Regions from separate parts of the Macaca mulatta genome. Here region 2 is linked to region 1. A link is a contact called in public Hi-C data. All regions are on one chromosome and are shown on one strand. The core of a region is the stretch at or near the end of the contact, and the rest is flanking DNA. Distances in the headings are between cores, read along the strand shown.

Region 1 (6,730 bases), core at 3,054-5,553:
AGGAACCCTCATGTTGCCCTTTTCCCACTGCCCTTTCATCCCATCTCCTTTTCCCCTGCCCTTAACTTCTGGCAACCACTTATCTGATCTCTGCATGTATAATTTTCTCACTTCAAGAATGTTATGTAAATTTAATAGTGGTATGTAACCTTTTGGGGTTGGCTTTCTTCACTCAGCATAATTCTCTGGAGATTCATCTAGGTTGCATGTACTATCTGTTCCTTTTTATTGCTGAATAGTATTCCATGGTATGGATGTACCATCGTTTAACCATTCATCCACTGAAGGACACCTGGGTTGTTTCCAGTGTGGTGGCTATTACAAATACAGCTGCCGTGAAGAGAAGTTTCCATGTCTCTGGGATAAACACCCAGGAGTGCAATTGCTTGGTTATATGGTTATGGCATGCTTCCGTTTTTTAAAAACTGAAACTTTTCCAGAGTGCCTACCCTTTCATATTCCCATCAGCAATGCATGAGTAATCCAGCTTCTCCCCATCCTTTTCCTCATTTGGTGTTGTCGTTATTTTTTTTTATTTTAGCCATTATAGTAGTGGATGTTTCCTTGTGGTTTTAATTTGCATTTCCCTAACAGCTAATGATAAAAATCTTTTGTTTTTGTTTTTTGAGATGGAGTCTTGCTCTGTCAACCAGGCTGGAGTATAGTGGCACAATCTTGGTTCACTGCAACCTCCGCCTCCTGGGTTCTGATGATTCTCCTGCCTCAGTCTCCCAAGTAGCAGGGATTATAGGTGCCTGCCACCATGCCCAGCTAATTTTTTGTGTTTTTAGTAGAGATGGGTTTCACCATTTTGGCTAGGCTGGTCTCAAACTCCTGACCTCACGTAATCTGCCCAGTTCGGCCTCCCAAAGTGTTGGGATTACAGGTGTGAGCTACTGCGCCCAGCCTGAAGATCTTTTCAAGTGCTTATTTGCCATCTTATATTCAGTGAAGTGTCTGTGGTATTTTGCCCATCTTCTAAATGGATTTTGTTTTTACAGTTAAGTTTAGAAGATTATTTACATATTATAGATTCTACTCATCTTTCATTGGATATGTGGTTTGCAGATACTTCTCCAGTCTGTAGCTTAGTTTTCATTCTTTTTACCTGACCCACAGCCAGATTCTGAGCTCTGCAGGGCCAGAAACTATAGCAAGGGTGATAGGCATGTAATAAGCAAACTCACAAGAAACTGATGTATAAATCAAAACACCAATTTATTAATGTTAGAAAAATGTCTGACCATATCAAGGATTACCAATTATACGGAGAGAGGGGAACTCTTACATGGTTGGTGAAAGAGTAAACTAGCACATCAGCTCAAGAAAACAATTTAACAATATTAGGTAAAATTCATGTACCCTATCAACAAGAAATCCGACTACTAGAGAAACTAGGATCTGTGGAACATGAGAGGCATTGTTTGTAATGGTGAAATCCAGAAATAAACGTCAACTGGGGAGTGGAGTGGAAAATAAGTGAGTGAAAACCTCACAGGGTAGCCATAAAGCAAGATACAAAATAGTATGACATCATTTATATAAAATTTACAAGGTCGGCTGCAGTGGCTCATGCCTGTAATCCTAGTACTTTAGGAGGCCAAGGGAGGCGGATCACGAGGTCAGGAGTTTGAGACCAGCCTGGCCAACATAGTGAAACCCCGTCTCTACTAAAAATACAAAAAAATTAGCTGGGCGTGGTGGCAGGCGCCTGTAATTACCCAGCCACTTGGTAGGCTGAGGCAAGGAGAATTGTTTGAATCTGGGAGGCGGAGGTAGCAGTGAGCCGAGTTTGCACCACTGCACTCCAGACTGGGCGACAGTGCAAGACTCCGTCTCAATAAATAAATAAATAAAATAAAATTTAAAATACACAAGACGATATATTTTTAGGGGTATATACACATGTTAATGGTATTAAAAACATGCAATGGAAATGATAAGCACCAAATTCAGAATAGCAGTTTACCTCTGGAGAAGGGGAAGAAGAGAATGGGATTAGAGAGAGGCCTTAACTGTATCTGTAGTGTGTTAGGACCTAAAAAAAAAAAGGCAGTCAATAGAGCAAAATTTGCTCTTTTCGTTTCTGGCTGCCTGATATCCAGCAGCCATCATGAAAGACTCATAAATTATCCAGATCAGGATGTTAATCACTGATGGACTGCTGAACAGATACAAATGGTCATAAGATGCTCTTCATCCTAGAAAGGCAACAGCACCTCAAATACAAAGAGAAAACTAGTAAAAACTCACAAGACCACACCAGGTGTCATCTTGGTCTTCAGATTCGAACTCACTTGGGTGCCTGAGGGCAAGAAAACAGGCTTTGCATGATTTATGACTGCTGAAACCACACCAAGAAAGAGCTAGCCACAGATATTTAAGACAAGCCCTGTATGAGAAGAAAAGGACCTTAAGTAAATGCTGAACAGGGCCAGGTAGTGGCTCACGCCTATAATCCCAGCCTATAATCCCAGCACTTCCAGAGGCTGAAGCGGGCGGAGACCAGACAGGCCAACATGGCGAAACCCCGTCTCTACTAAAAATACAAAAATTAGCTGGGCCTGGTGGCGGGTGCCTGTAATCCCAGCTACTCAAGAAGTTGAGGCAGGAGAATTGCTTGAACTCAGGAGGCAGGGGTTGCAATGAGCCACTGCACTCCAGCCTGGGCGACAAGAGTGAGACTCTGTCTCAAAAAAAAAAAAAAAAAAAAAAAAAAAAAAGGAAAGAAAGAAAAGAAAAGAAAATGCTGAACAGAATGCAGTTATAATAAAATTATGAGGACCACAAATACCAGGGCTGACAAATTTAAAGATACTGCACGGGCTTGATCTGTGGTTATTTTAATCACTAGATGATTTAATAATCACTAGATGATTACTAAGCTACATATTTAAACAAAACTGGATGGTCAAAACATGGGTTCTTATGCAACGATTTTCCACATTTCTCAATATTATTAACAATTATATGGAGACCCCGTAAAATATGTAAGTTTGTGGACATGTAGCTCTCTATCTGGAAGGCTATACTGTAAAATTTTAAGAAGCTGATGACTACAGAATTGGATTCAAGAGAAAGGGTATGACCTTATGGCCCGCAGTCAGGAGCTAAGAAAACATAGTAGCCCATTTCCCCTGGCGAGATAGGCATTTGCCAATCAGACCAGTACTGCCTGTTCCGGGGTTTGAGTGATCCCTGTCTCAACAGTACTAGAAATAATAACACATCTTCCCCTCTCCCAAGGCTCCATCCCCCTTCTATCCACTATCAGTTATCAGTCTTCCTACCAAGCCCAGATTGGCTTTGGGCATTTCCAGGCCTTCAGTCATACCCTTTCGCCCAACACGCCCCCTCCCCAACACACACTCCCCAGTTTCAACCAAGAAGACCAAAGTTCCAAAGCTTAAGGAACAGGAAGTAGCGGGCGCTTGTAACAGTCAAATCAATATGTACTCAGCACTGCTCCCCTCCAAGAACGAGACAACGGGTAGAGGCCTTGCACCATCTCGCCTAGACGCCTTGTTACTAAGGACTCTGCAAATGTTATGCATCTCTTCAGGCATTCCTTGACCATCCAACCTAAGAAGTCCATCAACCTGTTTAGTTTTTTTAGTCCTGTATTTGAATTTGCATTGTCCGTTTATTTATTATTTTTGAAACACAGTTTCACTCTGTCGCAGAGGATGGAGTGGCGCGATCTAGGCTCACTGCAACCTCCGCCTCCCGGGTTCAAGCGATTCTCCCACCTCAGGCTCCCTAGTAGCTGGAATTACAGGCACGTGCCACTACGTCTGGCTGATTTTTGTATTTTTAGTAGAGACGGGGTTTCACCATGTTGGCCAGGCTGGTTTCGAACTCCCGACCTCCCAAAGTGTTGGGATTACACGCGTGAGCCACAGCGCCCGGCCTGCCATTTATTTTTATTTTCTCTTTGTCACACTAAAATATAAGCTCCATGGGAGCAGTGACTGTGGATCTGCGGCGCCCGGAAGAAACAGCGACTGACGCCGATCGACTTCTGCAAGAGTCCGCTGGATATTTCGGGAAGGGTCGCTGAGGCAGGAAACGCTGGAGCTACCCTACCAACGCCATCCAAATCAGCCTGAACGAAGAAGTGCGGACACTCGCCCTGGCCCCTCCGTCCTGAAAAGCAAACGCGCGCAAACAGCAGCCAACAGAGCGACCCAGTTCTAGGTCGCTGCCGCCAAACTTTCCCAGGCCGGAAGCAGCATGGAGGCGTTGCCGGAAGTGGAGACTGAAAGCGGCGGAAGGGACGCTAGAATGTGGAGCGGTTGTGGGGCGGCAGTTGCGGAACTCGGCGCGTATGTTGCCTGCCGTCCCTCCCATTCCCCATCTAGTAACTCCCACCTCAGCCCACGTATCTCCCTGAGTGGAATCTCGGGCCCCAGACCAGTCGATTGGGAGGTCCACCCTCCACTTCAGCGGCTTGGTCTGTGTTTGGGAAGTTGCCACGACAACAGTCACTTCCGGGAGGGGCCTCTGCGAATCTCCTTCCGTCGGCCCGGCCAGAATCAGCTGCCCTCTCAGGCTGTGTGGGTGGTTTCCCCGGCGGCAGCTACATGTGGGCGTAGATTGCTGGGCCTCAGTGCACACCAGCCTCCGCTACGCGAGTTCTGAGCTGGAGCTGGCGGCTCTTTTGACTCTGCTTCACTGTTGCTGCTGGCAACATCCACTTCCGGGAGCGAGTGCCGTTTCCCTAGCTCACTGCGGGCTCGGGAGCGTGGGGTTCGGGCCCCCGAGCGGCTGTTGTTAGTACGTCGCCGCTGCTGGCGATCCGGCGACCCTCGGCCGGCCGGATCCGCGGGCCACACAGCCCGGGCCTTCTCACCGCCTCAGTGCCTCGGCGGGACCGCCATGGTTCTGCTGCACGTGAAGCGGGGCGACGAGAGCCAGTTCCTGCTGCAGGCGCCTGGGAGCACCGAGCTGGAGGAGCTCACGGTGCAGGTGGCCCGGGTCTATAATGGGCGCCTCAAGGTGCAGCGCCTCTGCTCAGGTGCGGCTCACGGGCGGGCCCAGCCGGGACAGATCGAGAGACAGGCGTGGGATGGAGAAAGAGGGGCAGGATGGGCCGAGGGGTCAGGTTTGTGAAGATTATTGAAGAGATTTGCAGCAGCCGGGGTTGAAACGGGACACTAGGGTTAACCGGAGATGAATAAGGAACCGAAGGTCCGGCCTGTCTGGCATCCCGGGCTGGGAGGTGGGCCCAGGTGCCTCTCGGAGCCGGGATGCTGCGAATCCTGGGGTGCTGCGAATAAGTGGAAATGGGCTGGGGAGGGAGGAGGGAACCTAAAGACCGGGCTGAACAGCCGACTTAGTGCAATTAATCACGTGTGAGGGGTGAGATGAGAACTGGATGGGCTTTTAAAAGCTGAATTTACTATTTTTAGTCGCCCGATGTAAAGCAGCGAGCCACCTGGCTTTGGGGCGGCTCCTTACAGTTGAGGAAGCCTTGGTGATTTTTCCCCGCCCTGGAAACGGCCTGTTGTTCGCTTGGCGGCGCCGTCTCCCTTCCCCGCGCAGGTTCCAGGGCACCGCTGTTCCGCAGAATCTCCCCGCGGTGGAAGGGCCCCCATCTGTGCTGTCCATTGGGTAGCCGCCGGCCACGTGTGGCAGAGCATTTGGAATGTGGCTAGTGTGGCCAGGCAACCGAATTTTACATTTTCATTTTAATTTATTAAATATATATATAGTGTGTGGGGTGTGTGTGTGTGTGTGTGTGAGAGAGAGAGAGAGACAGGGTCTCTCTGTCGCCCAGGCTGGAGTGCAGTGGTGCGATCTCGGCTCACTGCAACCTTCGCCTCCCGGGTTCAAGGGATTCTCCTGCCTCAGCTTCCCAAATATCTGGAATTACAGGCACATGCCACCACGCCCAGCTAATATTTGTATCTTTAGTGGAGGCGGGGTTTCATCATGTTGGCCAGGCTGGTCTCGAACTCCTGACCTCAGGTGATCCTCCTGCCTTGGCCTCCCAAAGTGCTGGATTACAGGTGTGAGCCACTGCGCCCGGCCGATTTTAATTAATTTGAATAAATTTAAATCGCCAAGTGAGTGAGTACCTGCCGCATTAGACAGCATAGCTTTTGAACTTGACGGGATGATACTTTCTGATGTGGTGTAGGATATTACTAAGTGTTTATATAACTATCATTATGTATACATAGAAAATACAAACGTAACTATTTGCAATAAATAGTATATTCATTTATGTGATTTATTAAATTGCATGAATATGTGATTTATTATTAAATGTATTGATTAAATTGCAGAACTTGTAATTTCTGCACCGTGGAGAAATTCCTGAGGGTTATGGTTCTTTTCATGAAACTTATGTGTAGTGTATTAATTGAGCTTCCAACACAAACACAATATTAAATGTTATCTTAAAGCATTTGAGGAGAAAAGGAATTTGTCTTTTCTTTCTATAACATTATAAATTGGAAATGTGCTGAATGCTGAGAGTCACATTAGTGAACTTAAAATTCATGTATTTATTCTGCACCAGTGCTCAGCCTTCAGAAGACAAGGATGGGGCCAGGTGCAATGGTCACACGGGTAATCCTGACACTTTGAGAGGCAGAGGCAGGTGGATCCCTTGAGCCTAGGAGTTCTAGACCAGCCTAGAACATAGTGAAACTCAGTCCCTACTAAAAATACAAAACTGAACTGGGCGTGGTGACACATGCCTGTTGTCCCAGCTACTTGGGAG
Region 2 (6,730 bases), core at 2,739-5,238, 210 kb after region 1:
CTCGACAGTTTTAAAGGGTACTGCTCATGTACTTTTTAGACTGTCCCTCAATTTGGGTTTGTCTGATGTTTTCCACACAACTGGACTGGGATTATGGGTTTCAGGAAGGATATACAGAGGCAAAGCATCTTCATCACACATCACATCAGGGGTACATAAGAGTAACTTGATTTATGTACATCTAACAGCATATACATGACATTAACTTTGATCCCTTGGATAAGGTAGTGTTTGCCTTGCTTCTCTATTATAGAGTTATCATTTTTCCCTTTTCGTATTCCAGTCTTTAGAAGTAAGTCACTAAACCTACACTGGGGAAGTGGGGAGGAGTATTTGAATTAAGGTCCACCTCTTGAAGTGGGACGTATCTACATATATTATTTGTATTACTTTTGTAAGGAAGATTTATCTCTTCTCCCCCATTTATTTACTTAGCAACCAATTTATTTTTATTTTATTATTATTATTTCTTTTAGAGATGGGGTCTTGCTAAACTGTTGCCCAGGCTGGACCCATACTCCTGGGTTCCAGTGATCCTCTTGCCTCAGCCTCCCAAGGTGCTAGGATTACAGGCATGAGCCACCATGCCTGGTGATCATCATTTTTTATATCAGTATGGACTTACATATGTTTACTTTTTACCCTAGGTTATGATCCAATGCTATATTATTCGTTTTGTCACCAAAACTGTTCCAGTGGGAGTTCTTTCAAGTTGGTTCCTATGACTCTTTGACATCGCTCCATTCTTTCTAAATGGTGCTTTGTTTTCTATCACATATTTATTTATTTTTGTTTTATATTTATTTTATTTTTTGAGACAGGGTCTCCCTCTGTTGCCTTGGCTGGAGTGCAGTGGGGCAATCCAGCTCACGGCAGCCTCAGTGTTCTGTGCTCAAGCAATCCTCACACCTTGGCATCCTGATTAGCTGGGACTGCAGAATGCACCACCATACCCAGCTACTTAAATTTTTTTTTTCTTTTTTTTTGGAGAGACAAGGTCCCACTATGTTGCTCCTGAGTTCAAGTGATCCTCCCACCTCAGTCTCCCAAAGCGCTGGGATTACAGGCATGAGCCACCATACCCAGCTTCTCCTACATATATAAATTAGCTATTGCTAATGTAGAGGTAATGCTACCAATTTTGGTAACTGATTTTATGTCTGACAACCTTGCTAAACTCTTACTTAGTTTGCATTTCTGTTGACTTTTCCAATTAGATGACAGTTTCACTTCTTCTTTGTCTTGCCTTATTTCACTAGCCATGACCTCTCGTAATAGATAGTAGCATGGTGGACATCCCTGTTTTTCCTATTGTTCCCAGTTATAATTCAAGGGCATGTAAAGTTTTCCCATTGTTCATGATGGTTGCTGCAGGGTTTTGGTGTATAATCTTTACCAAGTTAAGGAAAGTCCTTCTATTCCTAGTTTTATGTGAATTTTTAAAATCATAAATAGGTATTTTTTCAAATGTCTTTTTCCATCTATTGAAATCATAATGGATTTTTCTCCTTTAATCCATTATTGTGGTGAGTTATATAAGCAAGGTATTATTTCCTTGTATTTCTTGTGTTTTTTTTTCAAGTGCAGCTTTGTATTCAGTTAGCTAATATTCTATTTACACACATTTATATCCATACTTGAAATAAGTTCATCATTTTCATACTTTGTATTATCCTTAGCTTGTTCTGTATTTAAGGTTATATGAGGCTCGTAAAAGATGTTGGGATACTTTATTTTTTATTTTGTGGAACAAACTGCACAAGGTGAGAATTATCTGTTTCTGAAAAGATTGTTAGAACTTAACTGAAAAATCATCTTCACGTTGGGAAAGTGCTATGGTTTGAATGTTTGTGTCCCCCTCAAATTCACTATGTTGAAACCCCATCCCCAATGCGATATTATTTGGTGGTGGGGGGCTTTTTGTGAGGTAATTAGCTCATGAGGGGGGAGCCCTCAGATGGAATTAGTGTCTTTATGAAATAGGCCCAATCAAGAAAGGTCAGGAGACAGAGAGTGAGGTATGAACAGGAAAAGTCCACATGAAGTGACTATCTGAGCCACTTGAGCTCTGGGCAAAGAGTTTCAAAGACAGAGAACAAGTACAAAAGCCCTCAGCTTTTTTCCTCGGCTTACAATGTCCTAGGAGCAGTACCACATAGTCTGCAACAAACCAGAATGCTCCTGGAGGCAAATAATGCAAAGCTTTGATATGGAAAGCCAAGTCACTATCCAGAGGTTGGTGAGCCTCATAACCGAACAAAGGGTTAACCCAGCATCAACGATTCATGACATTAACTTAGTCTAAAGCATCAAAATGCACTTCTGAGCCACACTTGCCATCACGCACATCTCTGGCTAAGGCTGTAAATGGGCACTGCCAACTTCTGTTTCTTTGCTTTCAATTTGGGACTAAGATACACTGGGTGAGTCCTGGCTCCACCAGTTACTAGCTGGATAATCCTGGGAAGTTCCTCATGCTCTTTAATTGTTTGTAAAGCAAACCAGCGCAGAGAGATGGTAATTTGACCAAGGTCACACAGGCAGAAACCGAACTCAGGGCTTTTGACTGTTTCTGCTCTCTGATAACTCTTTGGTTGGGACCACCATGGCAGAAAACAAAGTTGGTGGTTAGCGATTAACCAAAGAGGACCAGTGTGGATAATCAGTCAGAATTAAGTCTGTATTCACTAATGAGTGCTGCCTTTTACAGATGACTTTTTGAGCATATCCCCCTCTCAATACTGCTGCATTAGCTCATATCTGCTGGGGGTGACACCCTATCTCTGACCTGCCTACAACAGACATCTCCACAAGCACAATAACCTTGTCAGGACAGAGGCTCAGTGTCAACACACGTGCTTTTTCTACTAGAAACTCTACAACCCCAACAGGCCACAAAACGCCACATCCTCAGATGTTCAAAACATATCTGCTTACAGAATATGAAACACTATTTTCTTAGACTAGAGGACAACCTGATGGAGAATTTCAGTAATCACCAAGTTACTTATCTAATCCGCTGGTTCATGATTTATTTGGACACATACCCAAGTATTGATGAAGTCGTATTAAAATATGTACCAGCCTGTTTTTACTTATTCATTTTTACTTTCATTTTATTTCAGAGCATTTAATGCGGTTCACAAGTCAATAACATCTTCCAAAAACACACTGTATTGTTTTCCTCGTTAAAGCAGTTTTTCATACATTGCATCATTTTCTGTTCATAACAGTCCCAAGGACTGGATAGGGTTGGCTTTGCTGTCTCCATTTTAATGGCAGGAACTTAGATGTGGAGGCCTTATGCTGTCCAGGAAGAGGTTTTACAGACGTTACTTCGTTTGGTCTTCTCCTCCCACCCTGTACGGCACAAACAGCCCATCAGTTTGGGGAAGTCTGGGGTGGAGGACAGTCTGGAGTGACATCCTACCAGACCAGTCGATCTGGTTCGGGCTGTGACATAAGCTAGGGGTCGAAGTCAGGGGCACCCGCAGAGGGGGACCTGCCCGGCACCTAGCCAAGGCGAATCCGCCTTCCCTGCCAGCCACCCGGGTCTCAAATTGGCAAAGTATCGAATCCTGTTGTGTGTGAAGCAAGCTCTTCATGCGACACCGTCAGGGCGACCTCGGGTCAAGAACTACTCATTGTGCTGCTTGTATGCGCCGGGGCCCGCGTCTTCGCGGACCGGCCGGGCCAGGAGTGAAAGGTCTGGGAGTTCTTCCTGCCAAGAGCACCCGAGAGAGCCACCGGGATCAGGAGCGCGCCCCAGTGCACCCCAAACCCCGCAGCCGGGGGAGGGGAGTGTCGTGGAGTGTCCGCTCGCCCCATGCCGTGACCGAGCCAACCGGGACAGCAAACTCACAGGGAGACCCATGACTGGATTCCCGCCGGCCTACCCCTTCCACAGGCCACGCCCCTTCCGCCGGTCCCGGCCTCCAGCGGGCCCGCGCCTTCCGCCTGCGTTTCCCCGAGCCCCGCCTCTTCCGGTATCCCCGCCCTTTCCTGCCCCATGTGGTCCTGAAGCGCGTGTCCGCTCTCTGTGCTAGTGCTCCTGCCGGGACCCCTCAGGTGTGTCGTTTCTGTCGCGCTTCCGCCCTGTCGGCCATGGGGGTCTCCAAGAGGAAGGCCTCGAGTGGCCAGGACGGCGCGGCTTCCTCCGCGGGCGCAGCCAAGCGGGCCCGCAAAGAAGAGCTCACGGGCGTGCGGTTCAAGGCTCAGCTGAAGGACCCGCAGGGCCCCGGGCCAGGTGAGTCCGGGGCGGCAGGCGCAGGATCAGGAGCACAGGCTGGCGAGGCGGCCTCCGTGTGCCAGGCACAACCTCTCTTTTCTTCAGCTTTCGGGTCACCTAGGCTCAGTAGCAAGCCTCTGGTTTGCAGAAGACTGAGGTTCAGGACTGCTCTGTACTTCCTTGCTCTGGACTATCGGCGATAGCGAGGGGACCCCGACTTGCTTGATTGGGACCATTTCACGTTACAACACATTTATTTCCCTTGCCCAGGCAGCATCCCTCCGCTAGTTCTAAATTTTATTGCAGTTGTCAGGGAAGTAAATGAAGTGTCCTTCTCTGTTGAGTCCTTACTGAGTCAGCTCAGGACGGTTCATGATACACTTTGCTACTCCTTGGGGCGTCAGCACCGTTTTTTCAAGAGCTTCTATCCCCCAGCACTCATACTGACTTGATGACTTGTAACAAGCTGCTGGAAGCCACCACAGCTACTTGTCAGTTTACCAGGAATGGGCCAGTGACTGAGATGGAGTCGACTCTATAATTACACTTTTTGTGAAGTGTGACCATCCTTCACGACTACTTGTAATCGTTCGGAAAGTAACATGGTTTGGGAAAAACGCAATTGAACGTGTTGCCATGTGGAAGCATTGCTCTAACATAAAACAGTGGCAGTTTTTCTCTCAGGATAAATAAATTATTAAATTAATGGCCAAAATAGCTTCAACTTCAATTTTTGTCCTGATTTTTTTTTTTTAACAGACAGGATCTTGCTGTGTTGCCAAGGTTGAATGAAGTGCAGTGGCACAATTATGGCTCACTGCAGCCTTGAACTTCTGGGCTTACGCTGCCCTCCCACCTCAGTCCCCCAAGTAGCTGAGACTGTAGGTGCACACCACCATTCCCAGCTATGTTTTTTTTTTTCACTTTTTGTAGAGATGGAATCTCACTATGTTGTCCAGGCTGCCCTCGAACTCCCAGTCTCAAGCAATGCTCCCACCTTGTCTTCTCAAAGGGCTGGGAGTATAGGCATGAGCCACCACACCTGGCCTGTTTTTAAAGTTTTGATACCTGTACTTGCTAGTCACAGCTAGGAAGATGATACTTACATTAGCATAGAATTATATATTTCCGAATTCATTATTTTTTATTTATTTATTTTTGAGACAGAGATTCGCTCTTGTTGCCCAGGCTGGAGTGCAATGATGCGATCTTGGCGCACCGCAACGTCCGCCTCCAGGTTCAAGCAATTCTCCTGCCTTAGCCTCCCAAGTAGCTGGGATTACAGGCATGCACCACCACGCCCGGCTAATTTTGCATTTTTAGTAGAGATGGGGTTTCTCCATGTTGAGGCTGGTCTCAAACTCCTGACCTCAGGTGATCTGCCTGCCTCGGCCTCCCAAACTACTGGGATTACAGGCATGAGCCACCACGCCCAGCCTCATTAAGTATTACTAGAGGCTATTATTTGCTAGGTAGAGAGAAAGTGATGAGTAAAAATCTCAAAAAGCCTCTGCCTTTGTGGGGCTTTACAAACAGTCCAGTCGAGTGAGGAAGGCAGATATCGGTCAGCAAAATCATACACATAGAGTTTCAAGCATGAGTTTTCCAAAGGAGAGGTACATGGTGCCTGAGGGTGTTTAGCAGGCCTTGGATCTAATCTGGGAGCTCAAAGAAGGCTCCCCTGAGGAAGTGGCTTTTCAAAAGGATTCTAGGATGGGACAGGGACAGGAACCTTTCTGGCAGAAGAAAGAGCACGTTTAATTGTTAAAAAGATGTAGTATCTGTATTTCATGGTCTTGCACAGAGAGTCTCATGACATTCAGGTGCTACATCATGTGAACACGTGTCAGAAGGAAACCTGGGTTGACAGCCCATGGGTGTAAGTGAGTAGTTGAAAGATGGGGCAAAGCTGAGTCAGTGGGTGAAAGTGTGGATCTCTTGTTTGAGGCTATGTTGAACTAGTGTTTGAGTCTGGTCTGTATCTTGAATTCTCTCCTCTCTTCCTCTTGATATGCTCTCGTAACCTCCTATGATAGGATTGCTGGAGGATCAGGGAAGTGAAGTTGATGTTTGTTAGGAGACTTTGTTTTCACCAGGCATGTGAGGGAAGGGTTCTGATGATGCTCCCTTCGTGTAGTGGAGGAACAAGAGCTGCAGGGTTAGATTGGTAAGGACTGAGGATATTCCAGAGTGGATCAATGTCAGCCTGTGGGAGGATCCCCCATCAAGAAGGGTTTGGCTCCAAGCCAATTCCTTTGAAAATGTTTGCCCATGATTCCACTGGTGATAGAGAAAAGACCATACTGTAAGAGAGTACACTAATGGTTAAACTCTTGATCCCCTTCTCCCCGCATTGCTTCTGGTTTCCCCGCTGCATTAAGTGGTAATTCTGATTACCTGGATGTTCCTGCCAGAGCCCTCTGTCTGCATCGGTCTGTCCCCTGGCCTTGGTTGATTCTCCTCCTGAGAATTTCTGGAGTCCGTCTGCTCCCTCTCTTTCCT

What was found. A called contact is a pair of places that touch in the nucleus more often than the background predicts.
Region 2: a contact with region 1 is called in a Hi-C map of CD4 T cells, with 2.8 times the contacts expected there. The contact joins the promoter of URB1 here to the promoter of CFAP298 in region 1. A contact is called at or near these places in 6 of 14 Hi-C or Micro-C datasets (CD4 T cells, cortical neurons, fetal cortex germinal zone and 3 more).

Annotation. Positions count from the first base shown.
Region 1 is chr3:14,736,503-14,743,232 of T2T-MMU8v2.0, forward strand. It overlaps CFAP298 (cilia and flagella associated protein 298), which reads left to right and starts at 4,304. Exons shown (of 7, transcript NM_001194041.3): 1 at 4,304-5,017. The coding sequence starts at 4,879.
Region 2 is chr3:14,945,838-14,952,567 of T2T-MMU8v2.0, forward strand. URB1 (URB1 ribosome biogenesis homolog) reads left to right here and starts at 3,989. Exons shown (of 40, transcript XR_003727897.2): 1 at 3,989-4,246.